Regions from separate parts of the Mus musculus genome. Here region 2 is linked to region 1. The links are chromatin contacts, called in public ChIA-PET maps. All regions are on one chromosome and are shown on one strand. The core of a region is the stretch at or near the end of the contact, and the rest is flanking DNA. Distances in the headings are between cores, read along the strand shown. Region 1 has its middle 35 kb from the start of Gm31658. Region 2 has its middle 69 kb from the start of Oxsm.

Region 1 (5,658 bases), core at 1,009-3,508:
TAATTTGCAAAAGCTATGAGTAGCTATGCATCTTACTGGACTGGATGAGTATTAAATGTGCCAATGTTGACTAGTCATTTAGCTTGGGGCCTGACGTGATTACTGATAATGATCTCTAGCAGATCTCAGAGTGGGCACTAGGCAGAGGAAAAGTGATTATTTCTTTCTCCCATGACATCCTACCATAATTTACCAGTACTTCACTGTCTTTCTTGTTTAGTGCAGAGTTGGTATGAGTGGGGACAGAAGAGAAGACCTTGCTAACTCCTTTCACCATAGACCCATGTCAGGAGGTGTCCCAGAAAAATAGGATAAATTTGAAAATTTAACCGGACTCTCTTCTTGTTCTACTCCTGATTACCTAGGATGTTCTGATCTTTATTTTATTTTATTTTTTCAAGAAAGGGTTTCTCTGTGTAGCCATGGCTGTCCTGAAACTCACTGTAGACCAGGCTGGCCTCGAACTCAGAAATTCACCTGCCTCTGCTTCCCAAGTGCGGGGATTAAAGGCGTGCACCACCACACCTGGCACTTGTTCTTATCTTTAAAACAACAACAACAAAGCCTGTGAGAAGAATGTAAGGAGCTGGTAAAGTCCTCAGGGCTCCTGGTTTCATCTCATGATTCCTATAACTCACGAATGTCAGTTTCAATAAGGTAGATTCTAACATTAACCTATTTACTGAGGATAAAAGTCAGCAGAGATTTGATACGGAACCAAAAATGAGTCTTATTTACCTTTCTAGAACAAATTTGTATTTTCTCTGTGTATTGATTAATCTGTTGCCGCCTCCCAATCTACATGTGTATCAGTTGTTTTTCTTATTTCTATAACCAAATGCCTGACAAAAACCATTGTCAGAGAGGAAGAATTAACTTTGGATCATGGTTGGAAGGTTAGTTATGTTTCTTACAGTTGTGACAATTTGCTCAATAGGAGCAACTTAGGCTGTGTCATTCTGTCATCCTGGAAGCAGCTATACAGACAAGACTAAAGACACTTCAATTCTGTTTGAGTTTACAGCAAAAATTAACCAAGAGATGAGTATATAGTCCACTGTAAGTGAGAAGGCACTCTAGTAGGGCTAGGTCTCCTCACCTGTATCTCTATAGAACCAGAAGCAGAAAATAACCTTCAGTGTCTCTAGTTTTACTGTTTCATTCTGGTCTCATGAGCTCCTACCAGAATAATGCATGCAGCTATGCTTAATGTTCTTTGGTCCTATGATCTACATAATCATACACTCACATTCCCAATCCAACTTTCACAACCCAACTTCTTGTTATCAAACTTCTGTGTTAGTTACTTTTAACATTTCTGCAAACAAATGCCAGGCAAGAAGCAATTTAATGGAGAAAAGCTGGCATTTGATTATAGCTTGAGGGTGTAGTCTATGAAAGCAGAAAGGGATGGTATAGTGTTTGGCTATTTTTTTCTCACCTTGTCACATCTCAACAAAACAGGATGTAGAGATGAGACAGGAAACATGCTTATGCTATAAACATAAAAGCTTATACTATTTGAAATATACTTCCTTTATCTAGACGCCAGACAACAAATTTCCAGAACCTTCCCAAACAATGCCCCCAGCAGTGGGAAAAATGTTTCCTACCTATATAATAAAATTAAGACAGTGAAAATTAAAAATTAATATAAGCCAACAATTCTTAGAAACTATGAACATTAACAATTGCTTCTTCCATAACTTATCTTTGGGAGGTTGACATTGTATACATCATTTTGAAAGCAGATACTCACTTATTTATTTATTTAAAGAGCGGTTTTGTGTTTCTTAATCACTATCTAGATAGAAATACACGTTACCTGGGACTACAGCCACACTCTAATGCATTTTCTCATCTGTCAACCACTTCAAGCTAGGATGCTGCTCTCATCATGCTGTGTTAACAGTGCCACAAGAGGAGTGAGTCTGAGCTGCTCACCTCATGTGTGGACCGGAAACACTAAGTTATGATTCAAGAATACTTCTACATGTCCCATGGGTACAGCCTGATCACAGAACTGTGCAACCTTAGTCAGGTCTGTGTAAACATTAAGTCACAATGAATTGGCCGGCTTACAAAGAGATGCTGGAAGATACTGTGCTGCAGCTAGAGCCATGTGAACAGTGTGCTGCTTACCTCTTTCCCATGCTGACCACTTCTAAGTGTGGTTTCTTCAGAATGAGAGCTGAGAGTTTGTCCACAGGGAAATGGCCCCAAGGTCTTTCATCTCACTCTCAAACTTTGTGCTTCAGAAACCACATCCAGAACAAAGAGCTTAGATCAAGAGAAGGATGTATTTCTGAAGGATGGTTGGCTCTGTATCAACTTCTGAGGTTTTGATGAATTGAAACATCAATTTTGAAGACAACCTGAAACTTGGGCTCCAAACAGTGAAACATGAATCTGTGTAGTTTTTATCTGAGAACAGCTCTCAGTTGTAACTGTTAAAATCTCTGTGCAGGTCTTGACCTTTAAATCCAGAGATTAAACAATCTATGTGACTAGCAGACCTCACTGAGCATTAGTAAGAGTGACTTTCCCCACACCTCATTGTGTCTAGACATAGATTTTAAAAAGCATTTTCAGACAACTGAGTGTAATGGAAGACAATCTTGAAAACTAATTCTGGAAGTCACATTTCATTAATGCCTTTGGTGGCAGCAGACAGGAGTGGTAACAGAGTATGATTTCACTTACAAAACCAAGCAGAAAATGAAATTCACATTGTGTAGCATTTGTATTCCTGGACATGAGTATTCTAAGCCAGTTTCTAAAACCAAGGGCACCAACCCTGGGGAAACATTAAACTGCCACAAAAAAGAAAATAATTAGTATTGTTCCTTGTAGTAGGAGTGAAGAAAGATCCTTACATAGGAAGCATAGCCTCTCTAGAAGGTAGTTCTGAGCTGTTATCCTGAAGGCTGTTGTAATGCTGCATTCCCCTAAGCTCCTGGCTAACTCCCTGTTTAGATAGTCACAGCTCCGGTTACCAGTATGTGTGCTATGGCAGTGCAGGGGTCAGCATATAACCAGAAAGGAAAGTGGCTCAAAGAAGGGCCAGGCAGAATTCTATCCAGCATTCCTTAAATTCCTATGGCATTAAGGGGAGCATCTCACTTTGGGGACCATACCATACTACCTTGGCTTAAAATCTCATCTTTGCTCTTTACTGAAGACAATTTGCTAAATATCTTACATTGAAAACTTCTTGCCAAAGCATGGCCAAAAGAGAATCTACCTTAAAATTTTGTGTTGAGAAATTACATGACAGTCATAAGATACACAATGTCATACTAGCATACTTATATTTTGGTCAGATAAGCAGATTTATTTATAATCATATATAAATGAGATATTTATGTACTAGTAATATAATATTTACTTAGTCAATAATACATAATTGACCTAAAATTTTTCATAGAATAAAATTTAAAACCACTTAGAATAGACTTAGAAATCACAATAAAAGAGATTCTCCCAGAGCAGTAACCAGATGTAACCTAGCTCATCTTGATTAGCAGAGTCCAATAACCTATTGCTATACTCATTTTTTTCTTTGTACTCTTTATCTATATACATTTATGCTAAAATCCACCAGGCAAAGGAGAACTAAGTGTTGTTTCCTCTTAAAAAGAAAAGAAAAGGAAAGGAAAGGAAAGGAAAGGAAAGGAAAGGAAAGGAAAGGAAAGGAAAGGAAAGGAAAGGAAGGGAAACAACAACAACAACAGGAACAACCAAACCTCAAACAAAATTTCCAGCACAATAAAAAAGGTGCACTAACATTGTGCTGGTGTGAATTACTAGCTATTTTATTCTAAAGTGTGCCTAAGTAAAGCCCATTAGTAGAAGTCCTAAAGAGATATGGGTGAAGCTAATTCGTGGTAGATTGAGGATTGATACAAGATTTAATTGAAGTAGCATTTTACTGTAAAAAGCAAGTGTTATCGGATCAGGATACAACAACAGCAAAACAATTGAACTCCACATTACCCACACTTTATTAACAAGACTCCTCACCAACTTTAGATTGTAGATAATAGAAAAAAATTACAACAATATATAAAGTAGCTATTATTTATGCACATAGTATATTTTATAGCTTCAATTTGTACTTTCTTTTCTCCTAATAATATTCTTATTTGTTCTTTGGTAATTCCACACATACATACAAGATATTTTGATTATGACCACTACTTATGTCTCCCTTCCAATTTTCTTGGACTCCCTTGATCACACTCCCTTCCCAACTTCACAAGCTTGTCTCTTGTTTTGTTTTGTTAAACGATCCCATTGATTAGTTCTGCCCATATGTTTGTCTGTGTGTGTGTGTGTGTGTGTGTGTGTGTGTGTTGGAGGGTGTCATCCACTGTGGCATGTGTAACCTACAAATGATTACATCATCATAAAAATGAGAGAAAATGGCTTTCCCTCTCCAAGTAGCCAAGAGTTTCTCCATTATTTGTGTTGGGATTTTGGCTGGCTTTCTTTTATTCAGGAGTTGGGCAAGTAGCCACAGCTGCTGAGTTCTGCAGCTAAATTTCATCCATCTTCCAGATGTCATTTCTTTTGGTACCCCCTAAATTTACTATCATCAGGTAATGATATGGTTGTTAATTAATTTAAGGCCTCAAAACAAATGAAAGGATTAGACCATTCTGAAAGCCTGATTTTGAAATCCCCACCAAAATACACAAAAATAATCAATTTAATTTAAAGGTATTTTAATTTTACTCCCAGAAAGAAATATTTTCAGTAAGGAATCATTTTACTCTTAGAAATGAACATTTCTATCAGGTATTTCTTGCTTTTCTAATTCTGTTATAGCCTTTAGCTACTGTTAAATCTCTAACAGGCATGGGTGTTACCTGGGAAAATGCTCAGATCTTTGAACTTTTCATCAGATGCTGACATCTGCTACAGAATGCTTGGTGCCACCATGTATCCTCTTCAGAGGAGTTAAGTTTTATGAAAGTCTGAGCCATGCTGCAAGTCTGCAGTTGGTAAAGGCTCTTCCTGGTCTCTTCAATAGTATTGTCGGGGGATCAGAGGTGGAAACCCAACTCTTTGTAAGCCTCCTGAAAGAAGCCAAGGGTGCCAAGCACTTACATCACGTCTCTTACTAAACTATTGCTTAAAGTTTCCATATGCTAGGAACTGTATCATAGCAGAATTTTCTTCTTTGCACTTAACACAAACATTTATTAAGAATATTTCTTATTGGGGCCACCTTAGGTGCAAACTCAGCAGATAGTCCCACGGTCCCCAGAGGACTCTCCATGCTGCAGTCGCCCTAGCACATCCAGGATCTTAGGATCAGAGGTGAGTGGAATGCAACATCTGTCCCAAAACAATCCTGAGGGGCCTGTCACAGCAGGAACAAGGACACAGGAGCCCCTCTTGACCAGCAGCTCGGGTTCTTTTTGGTCGATGCTGGTCTACCTTGGTTTCAAACACAGCAGACAGCCCTATGGTCCCCAGAGGAGGTATCACTTCCAGGCGCTGTAACACGCCCAGGATCTTAGGATTCCAGGATCTCAGAATCCCAGGAGCTTGGTAACACCAAGATCTCAGGGTCTCAGAGGAAGCTTGACTTCGAAGAACTCTGACACACCCAGAATCTCAGGATCACAGACTCTCGGAATCACAGGATCA
Region 2 (5,658 bases), core at 1,161-3,660, 900 kb after region 1:
GCAAATATAAATGGAACATTTTCTAATCAGCATAATTTGTCAATATCTTTATATGGAAACTTCCAACCAACTTTTTAAGTTAATTTGTTGGTACTACAAACTGAGCTCAGGGTTGTATGCATATTGGACAAGTGTTCTACCCCTGAGCTACATTCTCATCCCTAAAATGTAGTAAGAGCTAAAAAACAAACAAACAAACAAACAAACAAACAAAAAAATTATACCAAGAGAGGAGTGTGGCCTTCTCCTCTCCTGTCATAGCTTGTACCTTATCCCTATTATCAGTGTACTCTAAAAAGGGGAGTCATCTGGCAATAATATCACTTTGCCAGCTGTGTTCAAAGCTCCCTTTAGACTGGATAATGTGAACTTTGTTCACACCAACTTGAGGGAAAAAAAAACAGATAGTCCTGTGCCATCAGGGAATTAGCAGGTCATCAGACCAGTGCTGAGTCTTGGGGTACTAACAAAGCTGTGGCTCAAATTCCAAGAGTTGGAAATGGTGAGACCTACCCCACTATTCTGGTCAGGGTGCCTTTGAAAATATGTGTCCTGGGGACTTAACATTTGCAACAACCAAAACCTCATTGGCACCACAGAGTGAACACAACACAAAAGTGATACGCCATCTCTTCTGCTCTGGCTGCCTCAGCTTTACCAGCTTTGGTGATGTCTAAAGGTCTTCCAATTAAGGGAGTTTCAGAACTGCCTTTGGTTGTTGAAGATAAGGTTGAAGGTTACAAGAAGACCAAGGAGGCTGCTAAAGAAACTTAAAGTTTGGGATGACATCAAAAATGTCTATTCCTCTCAGAGGACGAGAGGTGGCAAAAGCCAAGTGAGAAACCAACAGCAGACCCAGCAGTGGGGACCCTGTGTCCTATACAATGAAGATAATGGTTTCATCAAGGCCTTCAGAAACATCCTTGGTATTACTCTACTTAATGTAAGCAAAAACATTTTAAAATCTACTCCTGGTGGGCATGTGGGATGTCTCAGAATTTGGACTCAAAGTGCTTTCTGGAAGTTAGATGAGTAGTATGGCATTTGGCATAAGGCTGCTTTCCTCAAGAGTAACTGTAACCTTCCCATGCACAAGACGATGAACTCAGATCTTAGCAGAATCTTGAAAATCCCAGAGATTCAAAGAGCCCCCTGAGCACCACACAAGAAGATTCAGTGTAGAGTCTTGAAGAAGAATCCACTGAAGAACCACAAAGACTATGCACAGGAATACCATTCTTCCTAAGGCCAGAATCACAAACTTCAGGTGAAAAACTGGAAACAGCAGCCACTGCACAGGCAGCCAACTTGAAGAAGGTTGCAGCACAGGAGACTGCAGACAAGAAGTCGGCTGTAGGCAAGGAAGAAAGGAAGCCCAAGGATGTCAAGAAGATAAGAAGCCTGCAGGGGAAAAGGGTTGTGGCTACCAAGAAAACCAGCAGAAAAGAAACCTACCACAGAAGGAAAAAAGCCGGCTGCATAAACGATTAAAATTTGTTTCATTCCAGAGAGCCAATAGAGACAGTCTATTTGAATAAAAACATAACCAAAGGGGAAAAAACTAGCCCACACAAAAACACATAAAAAGAAAGCTATCTTGCTAAAATTCAATTGATTGAAAGAAAATAGAAAATCTAAAATAGCAATAAAAAATGTCAGAACTTCAGTACAACTGTCGCTTTTAAATGAAAGCAAATATTTTATAATAAATTGATAGATTATATTCTGTTTTTTAAAATGTGTGTGATGAATGTGAATTCAAGCATCAAATGGGGTACACTGAGGCACAGAATGGAAAACTGATTTCTTGGAACCTCACTAAGTGTATGAAGCCATCTACAAAAAGTGACAAATGCCATTACATAGTCTCGAGGTCTCATTTTATATACCTCCATTAAGGAACCCCTTTGTGATTTCACATATGTGACAGTGTCTGTGGGGCCACATAAGGATCCCATATTTGAGGCTGTGTCTGTCTTAGCCCTAAATCCAAGATGTACCAGCCAGGACACAGTCAGTAACTCTTCAATCTTCATATTGTAAGAAACATTTAATATTAGACTGTCCTGACAAACACTACAAAACTTTTGTTTACAACAAGGAATTCCAATCTCTTTACTTTCCCCATCTGGTAAAACCTTTATGCAAATGTTTTCATCCTTTCCAGGGTAAGCCTGATTTTACACAAATGCCCTGCTTGGCATCATCATATCTTAATGGTTCACTGCTCTGCTCATCTTCATTGTTTGCTCCAATTGTTTTGAAATTATCTACCCTCAAAAGACCATGAGGTCAAATCTCAGCCAATGGGGAAAAGACACAGTCAGCGGCTAGTTAAACACAAACTAATTGCACTTCCTGTGCAGGTGTGCTTGCTCACCCACAAACCGAGTTCACTTCCTGGGCAGGTGTGCTTGCTCAACCATCATTGTGAATAACACACCCTTCTGACAGGAAATAAACTTCTTTGTTGAGACACTTTAACCTGATTGTAATCTCTTTCTTTGCAACTTCAAACTTATTTCTAACAGCATCTTTCCTTGCCTCGTCCTAAATCAGTCTTGACTTGCTTAGGGAAGCCCTATTGCTGTTATGTAAGAGTACTAAACATTGTCTTATTGCCTTAAGCCACTGTGATTTCCAATGTTCTCTACTTGCCCCCTAAAGGTCAATGCTTGATCCAGGATCCACAGACTCACAGGCATGCAACATCAGTGAGTATTTTCTACCTTGACTTTCCCAACCACCAAGGCTCATCTGTTTAGTCCCTTTATGATGAGTCTGGCTATTTTACCCTAGTCTTGACCCTCATGGGATCTTTTCCAGGACTTCAAATGAATCCCTGAATGCTAGGCCTTCCATTTTTCCTCAGCCTAGCCTTGTTTCAGATATACCTCATTCTACCTCTGACCTTCTGATGTGCCTCCTTTGGTCCTTTCCAGGCTACCACTCAGTAGCAAGTAGCAAGGCTGTGGTCAATTATATCACATGTGGTTCCTGATAGACATCAAAAACTTCCATACCCACAAACCAGGCCTGGCTTGTCCAGCCTCTGCCCTATGCCCAAGCCTCAACCCTAGCTTCCAAATCTGCTATTTAATTTGCCCTTCTGCCCTGTTAAAGCCCTGCCAAGAAAATTTAATAACTGTAATTGCTTGCTGTAGTCATAATTAATCTGGAAAATGTGGAAGTGGTCTGTGTTACAGGTAGGAGTGCTTTACACAGGGATCTAGAGACATTCACACATGTAGCAAAACCAGAGGAAATTTGGCTACCAGCACTTTCACAGAGAACTTGCCTCAATCAGGATGTGGCTGATCCTCTAGGACTCTCTAAAAGCATCTTTGGAAACTCTACCTCTTTCTAACCAAGTGTTCCTACTGAAAACTCTCTACTAGGACCTAGGCAGGGAAGTATTCTTAAAAGGGCATTTCCCAAATTCTCCTCTGCCACAGGAACTTGAAGGAGGGGAAAATGGTCTGAATACAGACACAAGTGGTTAACCAAAATGATATATTCTACATTTTGCTTCCAGTGAGGCCCCTACAAGTAGACTCTCCTAGTTGGAGCCTGATCCTATATCCTCAGTCTGACTAAGGCATTGATTCAAACCAGATAAACCTTTTAGGACCAGAATGGTACTTGCCATATGACCCAAGTTTTCTGCTTTCTGGAGTCTCTGAGGAACAAAGATTTTTCTAGGACTGAGACAGACAAACCCAAGACACCAGAGGGCTTCATTCCTGGGACCTTAGATGTTCAGGCCACAGATGTTTCCTCAAGGTAGGCATTTCCTCAGGATAACTGTGGAGCTGACACTGGTTCTTCAGATCTCAGCTTCCATTTCTCTACAAGCTCACATACACAGAAGCCTGAAGGCCAAGCCATAGATGTCCCCATACCACAGGTTTCCCAGCCAACCAAATTGGCCATTGTCATTTAAATATCTCTAACCAGAAGTCCCAACATGAAGTATACTAAAAAGCTTCCCAATTCTGGGCTCCCTGTCATAGATGTATGTGAATGCTTTTCTTAACTTGAGTTCATTAGATAATGGGATTAGCATAGCACAAAAAAATACTTGTTTTTGCACAAAACCATTACATCTGCAGAATAGTATAAGTCCTCCTAGATGCATTCAAAAGCAACCCCACATAGTTAAAACGTATCTTTCTAAATCCCATATTCTCCAAACTACATTGTCTGTCCTGTCAATTGTACATCCAGGCATCATGCTCCTGAAACAATTGTTCTCTATATGTACATTAGAGATATTCTTTCCATTTACAATGTCCCGTGAAGGGTAGAAGACATAGTTCAGTGGTAGAGTGCTTGTCCAAAATGTGTAAAATCTGAGTTTGACTCCCACAACTGCAAAGAAAGAAAAGGAAATGAAAAAAGGAGAAAGAAAAAGAGAAGGGAGGAGAGGGAAATGGAGAGGATCCCCTTAAAATTATGTCAGTTTCTTGAGACACTGTCAAATGCAACAAAACGCACTGTAGTTCACAGGACTAATGTCATTCTGTGCTCCTATATGGTTGTGTATGTGTGTGTGTGTGTTTGTGTGTGTTCTTCTGAAAAGCACTGAGGATAATAGTTATTTACCTTAATAATGTCCCTAGCCCCATGGTCACAGACATACAATGACCCAATGACATTAGAAATGATCAAGAGAAAACTTTCAGGTAGAATTTAGAATCAAATAAATTGTTAAAATGTTGCCTCATAAATTAGAATGTTTCTAGTTTTCCCCAATTGGGAATGCACACTCCATACTATACTGAGTTGTATAAAATAGAGATTTTTGGATAATAACAAAAAAAATTAATCAAAAGCAGGATAAACACTAAGCAGAGAATTGTTGCTGAAAAGGGTCTAGCCTCCAGTTATTGTGAGCTATTACCCATCCTCAGACCCCAAGAAACCAGCACAGCAGTCTATATTGGCAACTCACCAAGTGATGCTTGATTTAGGTAAGTTTTTTAGTGCATTAAAACATTTATTCAAAACCTTGAAATTTTCCTACCTACTTTTCTGAAGTATTTTCTTGGGTTTGTTAAATAACTAGCAGAAAGCTTTTATGGATCTCAGCAGATACACTAAATGTCTGAAATTAACAAATAGACCTTCTAAGTAAGTAAAGGATTATTAAAGCGCTAGAGAGAAAATTCATGTGGAAATATAGGAAAGGTGGGGAATGAAAGACAGAAGCTCTGGGAAGGCTTCCAACACTTGTAGGAAAAGGAGATGGACATTGCCTTTCACTGAAGAAGGGAATTCCTATTTATGGTACAGACACTCCTTCATTTGAATATTTATTGTGATGACCTGTTTAATGGCTAGAGTAGGATGATGAATCTAAACATACTGAAGACTCCCTTTGGTCTGTATGAAACTGCTCTCTTCATCTCTTCTGAGAGGTTTTGTTTGAAGTCTGTTGAGTCACTTGTTAGAATGGTGTGAAACATGTTGTTTTCCTATTTTGTTTGTGTGGAATGAATCCTGTTCCATGGGTTTCATTTGCCTTTGATGGAGAGGTGTGTTTCTTTGAGGTAAGAAAATGGATAAATTCTTGTTGCTTTTGCAATCCAGCCTACTAGTTTGTGGTTATGGTGGAAGAACTAAGCATTACTATTGAATAGTGTGTTCGCTCCCTCC

What was found. ChIA-PET counts read pairs in DNA pulled down with a chosen protein or histone mark.
Region 2: a contact with region 1 is called in an RNA polymerase II ChIA-PET map of memory CD8 T cells, with 11 times the contacts expected there. The contact joins two enhancer-like sites. A contact is called at or near these places in 4 of 484 Hi-C or Micro-C datasets (CD4 T cells, double positive thymocytes, neural progenitor cells and 1 more) and 4 of 115 datasets of contacts at active chromatin or transcription factors (double positive thymocytes, large pre-B cells, memory CD8 T cells and 1 more).

The regions. Positions count from the first base shown.
Region 1 is chr14:15,271,108-15,276,765 of GRCm38.p6, forward strand. No RefSeq gene overlaps it. Among named protein-coding and RNA genes, the nearest start is that of Gm31658, 35 kb to the right of the region's middle. Within about 2 kb of position 2,259, at least 12 of the 459 cell types and tissues checked have an H3K27ac peak or open chromatin away from gene starts, as enhancers often do. A contact at or near this core is called in memory CD8 T cells and regulatory T cells, where this site is marked.
Region 2 is chr14:16,171,136-16,176,793 of GRCm38.p6, forward strand. It overlaps the pseudogene Gm8517. Among named protein-coding and RNA genes, the nearest start is that of Oxsm, 69 kb to the right of the region's middle. Within about 2 kb of position 2,411, at least 65 of the 459 cell types and tissues checked have an H3K27ac peak or open chromatin away from gene starts, as enhancers often do. A contact at or near this core is called in memory CD8 T cells and regulatory T cells, where this site is marked.